3 separate regions of the Mus musculus genome follow, and all the other regions are linked to region 2. Evidence: chromatin contacts called from public promoter capture Hi-C data. All regions are on one chromosome and are shown on one strand. Each heading gives the region's core, a stretch centred on a gene start, on an enhancer-like site or on the middle of the called end of the contact. The rest is flanking DNA. Distances are from core to core; before and after follow the strand shown.

Region 1 (3,494 bases), core at 571-3,070, 75 kb before region 2:
CACCTCCCTCATGGCTTTCAGCACAATTTTCATTTAATATTTGCCTCTCTGAAAAAAATATTTGTAGAATTTCTAAGCAAAAGCAACATTTCTTCAAGTGTGGTGGAACTGATAACCACAGGAGGTCCAAAATCACGGTAATTTATCGCTTTGCTGTTGTACAATCATGCGTGGGAGTGTTTCCATTAGAAATGTATCCTGCTTTCAGGCCAGCAGACTTTACAAAGCCCACATTATACAGCCTGAGTACAAATAGAGAACGTGGCTGCATTAGCAGAGTGAAAGCAGCCAGTTCTCTTTTGCATACGGATTAGAAACAGCAGCCCCAGGTAAGACAGACTCCAGACTTCCTGCTCTTGCAAGCTGCTTTGCACAGTCGCTGGAGCTGAAATCCATCTGTAGCATCTTCACTGACCCTGCCCGGGCAGCCACTGGAGACCATTCTTGGCCTGTTTATTCTTTCCAAAGCCCCGGGGTTCTTCTAATGTTCTGCAGACCTACCTGGTGGGTTCACAGTGGGCCTCATGGGGTGAGCCCCATGGATTTCAGGCCGTGCTTCCTTGCAAGCTCTGTTTACGAAATGCCTGGTTTGTGCACACTGGACAGTTCCCCTCCATGTGCTATTCTTTGGTCCCCAAAATGTAGCTCAGTTGGGAGGGTGGATCTGAGGCCCAAGGAGTCCTCCAAAACAAAAAGCTTTGTCAGTGAGGCCAGCTGATCATGATGTGAAATCTGTAAGTTGATGACCTCAGATACTTGTCACTGTTGGCGACCTTTCAACTGTGTTCTGAAGTCAGACCTAGCACATTAGAGATTCTGTGCTGCAGTAATGAAGTTAACAGAAGAAAAGAAGAGAAAATAAGGCTTCCCTTTTCTAGCAAGGAACAGCAGAGCTGTTTTTCAGTTTGGAGAAACAACACTTCAACTCTACAAACAGACAAGGCTGTCATATACAATAAACAAGCAGGTCACCTAGCCAGTGGACAGCAGGCAAGTGCTGAGAAAGCCTAACCCACTTCCTGAACGCTTCTCTTTCATTCCGAGCTGGAAGCCCCACACACTGCTGTACCACTCTCTGTACCAGCCTGCCCTCCCTAACACGGACACTGAACGTTGCTCTGGACCATGGCTGGCAATATTTGTTTTAGGTTTGGGTGTTGGGGCTTGAGCCTCAGGCTTTTGATTTAATTACCTCTTCTGCCACCAAGCTCTTTACCCTAGCTGTTCACAGGAACCGTCCTAGATGACCAGTTTATCAAACACAAGTGACATCGGAGGTAAGATGGGAGCCGACATAAGGACATTTTCAGGCACGCACACTGAACTGTTGTCCAAATAACTTATATCTGCAGCAAAATACCCAAGGGCTTGCTTCCTTTGCAGCCGGCTCCTCCCGGTGCCTCATGGCTGGTGTGCCCTAAGGAAGCTGCTCCCCTGTGCCAGGCCACGATTTTCTGCTAAGTAATTTGAGTGTTGGAAGGACCCTTGGATTTGACATACTTTCAGTATGTTCTCTGTATGTAGTTTAATCTACATTAAAAAAAAAAAAAAAAAAGCAGGATATCTACCCCTGTAGACAGGTCAACCCAGGGAAAGATTATTTTAAGTATCTTTAAGAGCAAGAGCGGTTTTAAAAAATTACAAAAACATAGATGATTATTTTCAGTTTAATTGTTAGTTCCCCATCAATAGTGTAACTTGAATTTGGAAAGTTTACAGTGTACATTTTATAACTTCCTCTTTGGATTAAGAGTCTGCAAGCTGCAGCCTCAGGCCAAGTCTAGGAGCTATGTGCTTCTATAAGCTGTTTTACTGAAACACACCCACATCTTCCACATTCTACTGTGGTTGCAACAGTTCACATCAGCACAGCCTACTGGCAGGCTATATGGCTATCAAAGCCTAAAATATCCTTAGCAGAAAAAATTTACAACCCACAAGAAAAATCTGCCCCTTTGCAATGAAGATAAGGGGCACTGGATAGTACTGGATGTTCCTAGCACCCCGGCCTTTCTCTTCCCGGGCCTTGTGTGCCCTGGAGAACATTGGAGTTAGAGCCTAGGATGCATCAACACCAGCTATGATGCACTCAGACAGGATGGAGGACTCCTGCTCTGTGGGCAAGCCTGAGTTTCAGCATCTTTGGTGCTCTGAGTTCTGGGTACCACAGCATACTGAGTGACAAGCTTACAAAGTCAGATGACTGCTTTCTGCTTCTTCTACACTTCTCCATCCAGGCCTAAAGACAGTGGGTTACCAAAACAGAGCTGGGACCTGGGGAGGGGCTGCAGAACAGACTGGAGGCTCTGCAGATAGAGTCATGCATGGGGAATGAACCAAAGGGAGAGTACAAACAGGACTCATCAGAAGAGGGATGGACACAGAAACCAGGTGTCTCCCATGCACAGACTGGGGAAGCTGTTAAAGCGAGTGCTGGATGAACTAGAGTATGAACACGAACACATACGCAGTTAAGACTGAGTACACACATGCACATTTGCACACGTGTTCACTCACTGCCCACTGAGAGTCCGGAAGTAGCGATGCACAGCAGCCGAGCAGACTCATTCACTTCTGGGCTCCTATCTATCTTTCCCCACTAAAAAGTCAGGTTTCTACAGAGAAGCATCCAACCCCAGGGCTGAGCTTGGAAAATTCAAGATGATCCCTGATCCTCAAATACTTTGTTTTGTTAGAGTTCCCAGTGACTGAAAGGAACATGATTAAGAAGATACATCCAGGCGGTGGTGGCGCACGCCTTTAATCCCAGCACTTGGGAGGCAGAGGCAGGCGGATTTCTGAGTTTGAGGCCAGCCTGATCTACAGAGTGAGTTCCAGCATAGCCAAGGATACACAGAGAAACCCTGTCTCGAAAAAAAGCCAAAAAAAAAAAAAAAAAAAAAAAAAAAAAGATGTAGAAGCCAACTTGAGTATTTCACGGGCTAAATCAGGGACAATCTGAGTACTCAAACTAACAATGGCAATGGATTACAGCTTGCTAAAATAAAATGGGACTCCACGAGTATATAATTTATTGCATAGGAAGAATGAACAAGCCATGGTCTCCAGGCATGGTATCCAAAAGCTTTATTAATTATGAAAAGAGGGAACCGAGGAACGTGGAGGGGTCCAGCAGACGTGCCTTCTGTCAGGCAATCAGAGTCAACAGCACGCAGCAACTGGGAGCCAACCGTGTGCCGCCTGATGGGACACACTAGGGAAAAACCAATTTCATTCCTGGATATTCTGACCCAGCCAGGATTTAACTGAGAAATGCCCCCAGATAAATCCAAATTAAAAGCTACCCTATAAAGCCAGCGGGCACTGAAGAGCTAGCTCTTCCAAACTGAAAGAAGCAATCGGAGGGTGCTTTTGACTCTGCTCTGCATGAGGGCCCTGTGGCTCTTGTGTGACATCTATGCAATGGATGGTGGCAACAGGGCTGTGTGGACTCCCTGAGGCCAGTGGATGCTGTGGAGCTGCTGCTCACACTG
Region 2 (3,501 bases), core at 963-3,462:
CATTAAGAGACTGACTTACTGAGGGGCTGACTCAGAGGACCCTGGCCTTTCTATGCAATCAAAGCAGAAGGCACAACTGTGTCAAATTATGACATAAAAATAGTTGAAAGTCTTCCAGACATTCTGTTCACGATTATAACTTACCCCCGATCAACGATAAGCCCTTTCTAGTTTATGCTAAATCAGGGTGGACATTTGATTAAAGAGTTTAGAATATGTAAATTTTATCAATATATTAAGGCAATCGCTACATTGTGAAGACTGAAAACTATTAAAAGCATTACCCCGTTTTTACTGCCAATGAAGAAAACAGATTTTTCTCCGATTTCAGCTCCGTCCCCTTCGCTCCCATGACTTCTCCGTTTCTCTACCTCAGCTTTTGCGATTTCCCAGAGAGTTTCACTGCATAAGTAGAAAGACAAATGGCACAGAAACAAAAGGAATCCTTAGAGATATTTATCTCCCGCAGAGAAATTTTATTTCAGTAAGATTTATAAAAATACTATTTCTTGATAGTCAATAGCTAGGTAAAACACTAGAGGACTTTTTTTCTAACTATCTTCACTTGGAAACGGCTCGTGAAGAGTACTGACAGAGCGCCCTAGCATCCATTCCTCTGCTGTGAGCAAACACCGCAACAAGGCAAGGATTTATTTTCCTCATATATCCAGGAGTCACGGTGCGTCGGTAGGTTAAGGCCACAGCAGTTTGCCTCAGCCAGACAGTCACACCCACAGCCAAGAGCAAAGAGAATGACAGCATGCCTATTTGCCCTCTTGGGGTAGGCTAGCTGTCCTCAAGCTCTAGGGACCCGCCTGTCTCCACCCCTCCTCCTAAGTCCCGAGTTTACAGACATGGGTCCCGCACCTTAGGTTTACCAGCTCAGGTCCTCATGCTTGAACATCAAGGACTTTATGCACTGGGCCATCTTCCAGCCCTCACCAAGTATTTGTTGAGCAACTAATGCATGCAAGCCTCTATGCTAATCCTCTAGTTCAAATCTATTGTCTCTGAAATGTCAATAAAAAAAAAAAAGAATATCTGCTTTGGGGGCCACAGTGATTGTTACATTGTCACTGTTCATTTAGTTTTAAACCACAAAAGCTATTGATGGCCTATAATTATTACCAGACTAGAACCTGAATCAGGGCTGGTGATAAAGTCTAAGCCGTTACCGTGCCTGCTCAATTCCCAGAACCCCACAAACAAAACGGGAGTGTTTTAAAATGTCAAAACAGGAAGACAAAGTCAAAATCGAAATCCCGAATGATCTGAACTCTTATTTCACAGGCCGAGGATTCTGCTTGCTCTGTTTACACACCAGTCCCCCAAAATATGGTTCTCTGTTTCTCAAGTACCCAGGGAAAGGAAAGGGTTCTTCAATCTGCCAAAACCCAAACAAAGAAACAAAACCCCCGCACTCACAGTTTCACTACAGTAACCTAAGCTGACTCAATTCCAGCCCGGAACTTCATAAACTCTACCGCAGCTTGTGCCTCTGATCCACAAAGTGGATCATACTGCGCCCTGGTGGACCCTTGGCCCTCTCCCTGACATCTTTGTAGGCCATTCGGAGGGAGGTTCGGGTACTTTAAAGGAACCTGGTAGAGATAAATGTTCAAGTGTATTTCATAAGCCATCAAGACCCCCAACTCTGCGCCTTCAAGGAGATGTTACACTTTCCTCCAAGGTACAGAAGCCCTGTGACACCAGGCAGGGGCCCCTGGGGAGAAGGCTCTGTGGTCTGGTTCACCACCATGCCCTGGCCCGCAACAGCATGTGGCTATCTGAAACACTTCACTGCAATCAGCGAATGGATGGAGTTGAAGATCTTTTCAAGTCGCTTTTTTTTCTAGTTTGTGACAGAATCCTCAAGTTATAGGTCGGGGGGGGGCGGGGAGCGGGGAGGGAGGGAGGGGTTGAGGGGGTTGAGTAGGAGGGTGGGATAGGGATGGAGGGTGGTGACAGCGAGGTACTACTGCTCCGACCAGCTCCGCATCGCCCACAGCGCCAGGGCTGGGTACCTCTGCTCCAACCTTCCGTATCCCTTCCCTATTCTGGTGGGAAAGAGGGCAGGTCGTGAGAGCCCCGCAGGCCGGTTCAGCAATACCTGGGCATGGTGGCTGCGCCGCCCCAGAGTTCCTGGGCTCCGCGTGAGGAACAACCCTGACCCAGGCAGGCTGCAAACACCTAGTTGGGCCAGAGAATGCAGGCTCCTCGGTTGCCATGGCAACGACGTCACGGCCGAGGTTGCGTCCCAAAGAGCAGCCTCATGGGAAGTGTAGTTCTCCACCTTCGGCTTACTTCTCCGTATTCAGCATCAAGCCCTAGGATGCCAGATGATATGGTGAGCATGCTTGTGCATCTGGAATGAAAATGTTGGGGGCTTGAAGGTTTTGTTTGTTTTTGTTTTTGTTTTTAGTTATACGGAGTGCAGACTGCATGCCAGGAGCCTCTGCTCTCTTATCGTTACTTTTTTCCTCTAGTGCCATGATTTGGAAGCTGAAACAATGTTGGGCAGTTACCTAATAAAACATAGGAGGAAAAAATTTCAACTGTTAAAATCAAAACAAGGAACAAGGTGTGCAAACTTTTTGCCCAGTTTTCTCCTCCTCCTCCTCCTCCTCCTCCTCCTCCTCCTCCTTCTTCTTCTTCCCCCTCCCCCTCCCCCTCCCCCTCCCCCTTCTTCTTCTTCTTCTTCTTCTTCTTCTTCTTCTTCTTCTTCTTCTTCGACAGGGTTTCTCTGTGTAGCCCTGGCTGTTCTGGAGCTCACTCTGTAGACCAGGCTGGCCTCGAACTCAGAAATCTGCCTGCCTCTGCCTTCCAAGTGCTGGGATTAAAGGCATGTACCACCACTGCCCAGCTTTGTCCAGTTTTCTGAACATTTGGATGTATGATGTTTTATGAAGCAGTGGATTTATTAATAAGTCAATGAAGTATGTGTTCTCCTACATACTTAATTTGTTTTATGCAGGAGGGCTTATATTTGTTTGAACTTTGTGGGCTCTTTATACATAGGCAGGAATCCCCACAAACTTATATAGAGTATTGCTCTGGGCAATACAGAGTAAGACATGAGATACAAACCCTTTTAAAATAGATGGACACAGCTAATTGTAATCATAACTCAGGGAAAGCAAGCTATTGTAGGAAAGGTACAAAGTGACCACAGCTGAAGCAGTTGACAAAGCATTCATGACAGGCTTGCTATTTGACCTGTTCTGAATGTTGAATAGACCCAGGTCCCAGATCCCTGAATGTCTGAAGGAAATTCTCTCCAAGCCTTTGGGTTCAGTTTCTATGGTGGGACGTATAAGAACATTGGGGTTTGGAATAAGATGAGCTGAGATTCAGTTCCTAGCATGCAGAAGGTTGAATGAATCCAAGGTCTCCTGCAAGCCAGGCAGGTGCCTTGCACCACGAGTTACCACCTCAGCCCTATTGGCAGATTTGAATGTAGAGACAGAAGGAGTATATTCCTGGAAATGAAGCAAAGTGTAG
Region 3 (3,782 bases), core at 933-3,432, 130 kb after region 2:
CAAGCATGATTTCCATCTTGTTGAAGAGGCCTTAAGTTAGTTGTTGGTTACAGCCAGGGGATACGTGCCAGTGTCACACCCTTGGGAATATTGTGCTACTCTTGCCATTTTTTAATCCAGAGGTGTCATACATGGGTAGGATTACTGGTTGCTTCCAGCTCTTGGAAACTTGCTTATTGCCTTCTGGGACCATGAAAGCTAGTCTTCAGGGGCAGGGCTTTCAGGTCAGACCTAGTTCAAATCCCCTGTGTCCTGTGTGCAAAGTGCATGGTGTCTCAGCAATAGGGCCTTACCTTCATCTCTGGGAGGCAACTAAAGGCAATAGCAGTAGCCTGTTTGGGGAGCCTCTTGAACAACCCTGACCAACAACTCAAAAGACAGCTTCTGGTGCCTTGTGTTGGGGTTCTGGTCCATGGCCTATCAGTCTTTGGAAGAGCACTGTCCACCTAGATGGGATACTTTCACTTAAACTATATATGCATATATATAACCTGATGTATATATATTATATGCAATTTTAGGTAGGTAGATAATATTTTTATCCCTTATGACTTTTTCAGACATTCTTGCTGTTATTTTTCATTCTTTCTTCATATTACTTTCCTTACCTCTCCCTAGTTAGAACCCTCCCCAGTTTCCCCATTTCTGCTTTCAAATGGCTTAAGCCCTGCTATGCCCCTCTCCATTGCTCCTCTTTCTCCACCCCGGGGCCCCTCTTTTACTTCTCTGATTTCTGTAGTCACTCCAGGTTACATAGTCACATTTGAAGATTTGGAGCTAGCAAGCACACACACACACACACACACACACACACACAGAGAGAGAGAGAGAGAGAGAGAGAGACAGAGAGATAGACAGAAACAGAGATAGAGACAGACAGAGACAGACAGAAAGAGGCAGAGAAACAGAAAGAAAAATGGAGATAGAGATAGAGGAAGGTACAGGGAGAAGGAAAGGGAGAGAGACACAGAGAGAGAATAAATGCAGTTTTAAAAATAAATAGAAGTTTAACAAAGTTCATTTGAGTCTTTATGGATTTGGCTCAGGACCCTCAACCTACTAACGTGATGCACATCTGAGACCTTTTGTGTCTCCATGTGCAGATGCTGAATTGAACTCAGGTCAATTTCACTGAAATCCTTCAGGGTTAGGTTGATTTTGCTTTCACAGGAATGTGGATCCTTAGGATTCCTCCTCCTTCTCCCCCCTCCTCCCCCCCCTCCTCCTCCCTCCTCCCCCCCCTCCTCCTCCCTCCTCCTCCCTCCTCCCCCCTCCTCCCCCCTCCTCCCCCTCCCCCCTCCTCCCCCTCCTCCTCCTTCTCCCCCCTCCTCCCCCTCTCCCCTCCTCCCCCTCCCCTTCCTCCTCCTCTTCCTCCTCTTCCTCTTCTTTGAGACAGCATGCCATTTCATAGCCTAGGCTGTTTTCAAACCCCTGTGCTTCACCCTGTTTTCAGCCTCCCAAGGAGCCTCCTGAGAGCAGATGTATGCCACCCGTGTTGGAGGAAAACTTACTTCCTTTATGGAACCAGACTTGTGTTCCTCATAGTTTGGATGTGAAGCCTGCCACCCTCAGCCCATGCTTGTATGCGGATGCCTTGGTTCCAGCCAGTAGTGCTTTTGAGAGATGCTTTTGAGAGGTGTTAACCTCAATGGATCAGTTCATTGGTGAGTTTATATCTGAATGGGCTAGTGGGGCCTGGTTTGGGAAGAGTGGGTTATGGGGATACACCTTCAAGGGTCTGTATTGTCCTTAGAGTCTCATTTTCTCTCTGTCTCCTTCCCACTCCACCACCATGAGGTGAGGGGCTTTCTTCTACTATTCTTTTCCAGCGTGATAGTTGGCTTCCCCCTCAGGACCACAGAGATGAAACCATGAGTCAAAATAAATCGGCTTGCTTCTAAAGCATTTCTCTTGGGCATCCTGCTGTAGCGACATAAAGCTAACAAATGATTTTATTATTTGGTAAACTTGTTTTCTAGTTCTTTCGTACTATACCTGACCAACCAGCATTTTAAGTATTTATTTATGAGAGCAGTATTTGGTAGGGAGAGAATCTGTGTTTGGAGTGTGAATGAATGTCTCCATGGGTTACTTTAAAAGCCCGTATAAGGCTCATCCTCAGCCTTTGTCTTTGTTTGCCTGAGAAACGCTCTGTTGCATTCCAGCTGCACTGAACTGGAAGATTTTATCCATCTTTGGATCAGCAACAGCTGGTCTTGCGCCAGACTCCCAGGACATCAAGCCAAGTACCTCGTAGGCCATTTGGGTCTCTTATGTCTCATACAGCCCAGCCCACTCTAGGCTAACACCTGTCTCCTTCATTGTTAGAGTTTCCATGTATAATAACATACCCTTAGTTTTTCAGATGGCACGATTTTTTTTTTCAGGGAGAATTTGAAATGCTATTGCCATTTGGGGGAAATTCTGACATGAACAAGATTGTTCATTCAGGAAGTGGATCAGAACAAAAGAACGAAGAAACTCTCATGAGAACATTGTTGTCTTGCTTGTCTTAAAGAGTGAAAACTTTTGTTTAACCTCAGAAGTCAGGCCTGCTCTGTTTTTTTGTACTTGGAGATTAATAAGAGCTGACATTGTAATTGTATGGCTTGATAAAATTGTCAAGGACTCAAATGATGTCGAAACCAACCACATGTCGTGTTCTTTTGTGTGTATATGTGGAGTATTTATTTTCCTATTTCTAAAACTCTTTCCTCTCTTGCAAAGGGAACATAATTAGCCTTTTTCAAAAATGATTTTGTATTTTTTGAGCCTGAATACCTCACATTTTTTTCTTTTCTTTTGCTTCTTGTTTTCCTTCTCTCATGAAACTTTAAAGATTAATTGCTTTTTATGAAGTATTTAGTTGCAGGCTCCCTCTAGGGATGCAGGCCAGATAAGCAGTCAAAGTATCTAAAAGAAAGAAAATAGTTATTAAGCTGTGCTTCTTCTTGTTGACACTAAAAAGTATATTTGCATAATAGCCCATCTAACAGATAAAGATAAGAGGGAAGAGGGGCTTTCATTCTAAGATAAAAGAAGATTTTTTTTTTGTCTTGGTTGAGTGTCTTTAAAATTACTTTGTTACATAAAAGTAAAGTGAGCATGGTTCTTCAGTTTGTTTAAGGCAGGGCCACATGCCTTATGATTTAGAATTTTTACATTGATTTTATGAGTTCAATAACTCCCCAGTTTTTCTAAAGCTTGCTTTAAGTCCACAGTGATGGGTCTAAAACTGTCTTCAGCTAAACAAGATGATAAGGGACATCTGCTTAAAACGGTTCAACCTCACGAACTCTGTACCATGTTACAAGTCACAAGGATTTATGTCTTTCTCAAGTAGACTATTCAGACCAATGATTGAGCAATTAGATAATGCTTGGATGCACAGACAGTGTGCAAAAGTGAAATAGAGAGCACTGATGCTAAGCTTACAATTAAGTTACTTCTGTTGCTTAAATCAACAAGACTCATTAAGTATGCAAATACATTTAGAATATTTGCCTGGTTATTCATAGGTGTAATATTAGGATATTTCTGCCTCCTCAAATTTGTTAGAATTATTTGTAATAAGCAGCTGTTGATCTTCAATTCCCTAATTTGTGTGTGTGTGTCTGGGGCAAAATTGATTTCCTTTGGGTTTTTTTGTTTTTGGGGGTTTTTTTTGGTTTTTTGTTTTGTTTTGTTTTTTTGAGACAGGGTTTCTCTGTACAGCCCTGGCTGTCCTGGAACTCACTTTGTAGACCAGGCTGGCCTTGAACTGAACTCAGAAATCTTCCTGC

What was found. Promoter capture Hi-C pulls out the DNA fragments that hold promoters and counts their contacts.
Region 1: a contact with region 2 is called in a promoter capture Hi-C map of the 3T3-L1 cell line, with 2.6 times the contacts expected there. The contact joins the enhancer-like site here to the promoter of Dync2li1 in region 2. A contact is called at or near these places in 6 of 39 promoter capture datasets (the 3T3-L1 cell line, 3T3-L1-derived adipocytes, the HPC-7 cell line and 2 more), 9 of 484 Hi-C or Micro-C datasets (the HPC-7 cell line, brown adipocytes, cortical neurons and 5 more), 1 of 115 datasets of contacts at active chromatin or transcription factors (embryonic stem cells) and 1 of 9 other capture datasets (adipose tissue).
Region 3: a promoter capture Hi-C map of the 3T3-L1 cell line shows a contact between it and region 2, with 2.3 times the contacts expected there. The contact joins the enhancer-like site here to the promoter of Dync2li1 in region 2. A contact is called at or near these places in 7 of 39 promoter capture datasets (the 3T3-L1 cell line, 3T3-L1-derived adipocytes, the HPC-7 cell line and 3 more), 4 of 484 Hi-C or Micro-C datasets (the N1E-115 cell line, cortical neurons, nephron progenitors and 1 more), 2 of 115 datasets of contacts at active chromatin or transcription factors (acute myeloid leukemia and forebrain) and 3 of 9 other capture datasets (adipose tissue, liver and pancreatic islet).

Annotation. Positions count from the first base shown.
Region 1 is chr17:84,699,912-84,703,405 of GRCm38.p6, reverse strand. Abcg8 (ATP binding cassette subfamily G member 8) reads right to left here. Exons shown (of 13, transcript NM_026180.3): 13 at 3,073-3,494. Among named protein-coding and RNA genes, the nearest start is that of Abcg8, 19 kb to the right of the region's middle. Within about 2 kb of position 1,820, at least 18 of the 459 cell types and tissues checked have an H3K27ac peak or open chromatin away from gene starts, as enhancers often do.
Region 2 is chr17:84,625,186-84,628,686 of GRCm38.p6, reverse strand. It overlaps Dync2li1 (dynein cytoplasmic 2 light intermediate chain 1), which reads right to left and starts at 2,212. Exons shown (of 13, transcript NM_172256.2): 1 at 2,111-2,212; 2 at 285-402. The coding sequence starts at 2,118.
Region 3 is chr17:84,497,266-84,501,047 of GRCm38.p6, reverse strand. It overlaps Gm41642 (a long non-coding RNA gene), which reads left to right. Exons shown (of 3, transcript XR_877064.1): 2 at 1,454-1,664. Among named protein-coding and RNA genes, the nearest start is that of Gm41642, 5.5 kb to the left of the region's middle. Within about 2 kb of position 2,182, at least 37 of the 459 cell types and tissues checked have an H3K27ac peak or open chromatin away from gene starts, as enhancers often do. A contact at or near this core is called in 3T3-L1-derived adipocytes, adipose tissue and uterus, where this site is marked.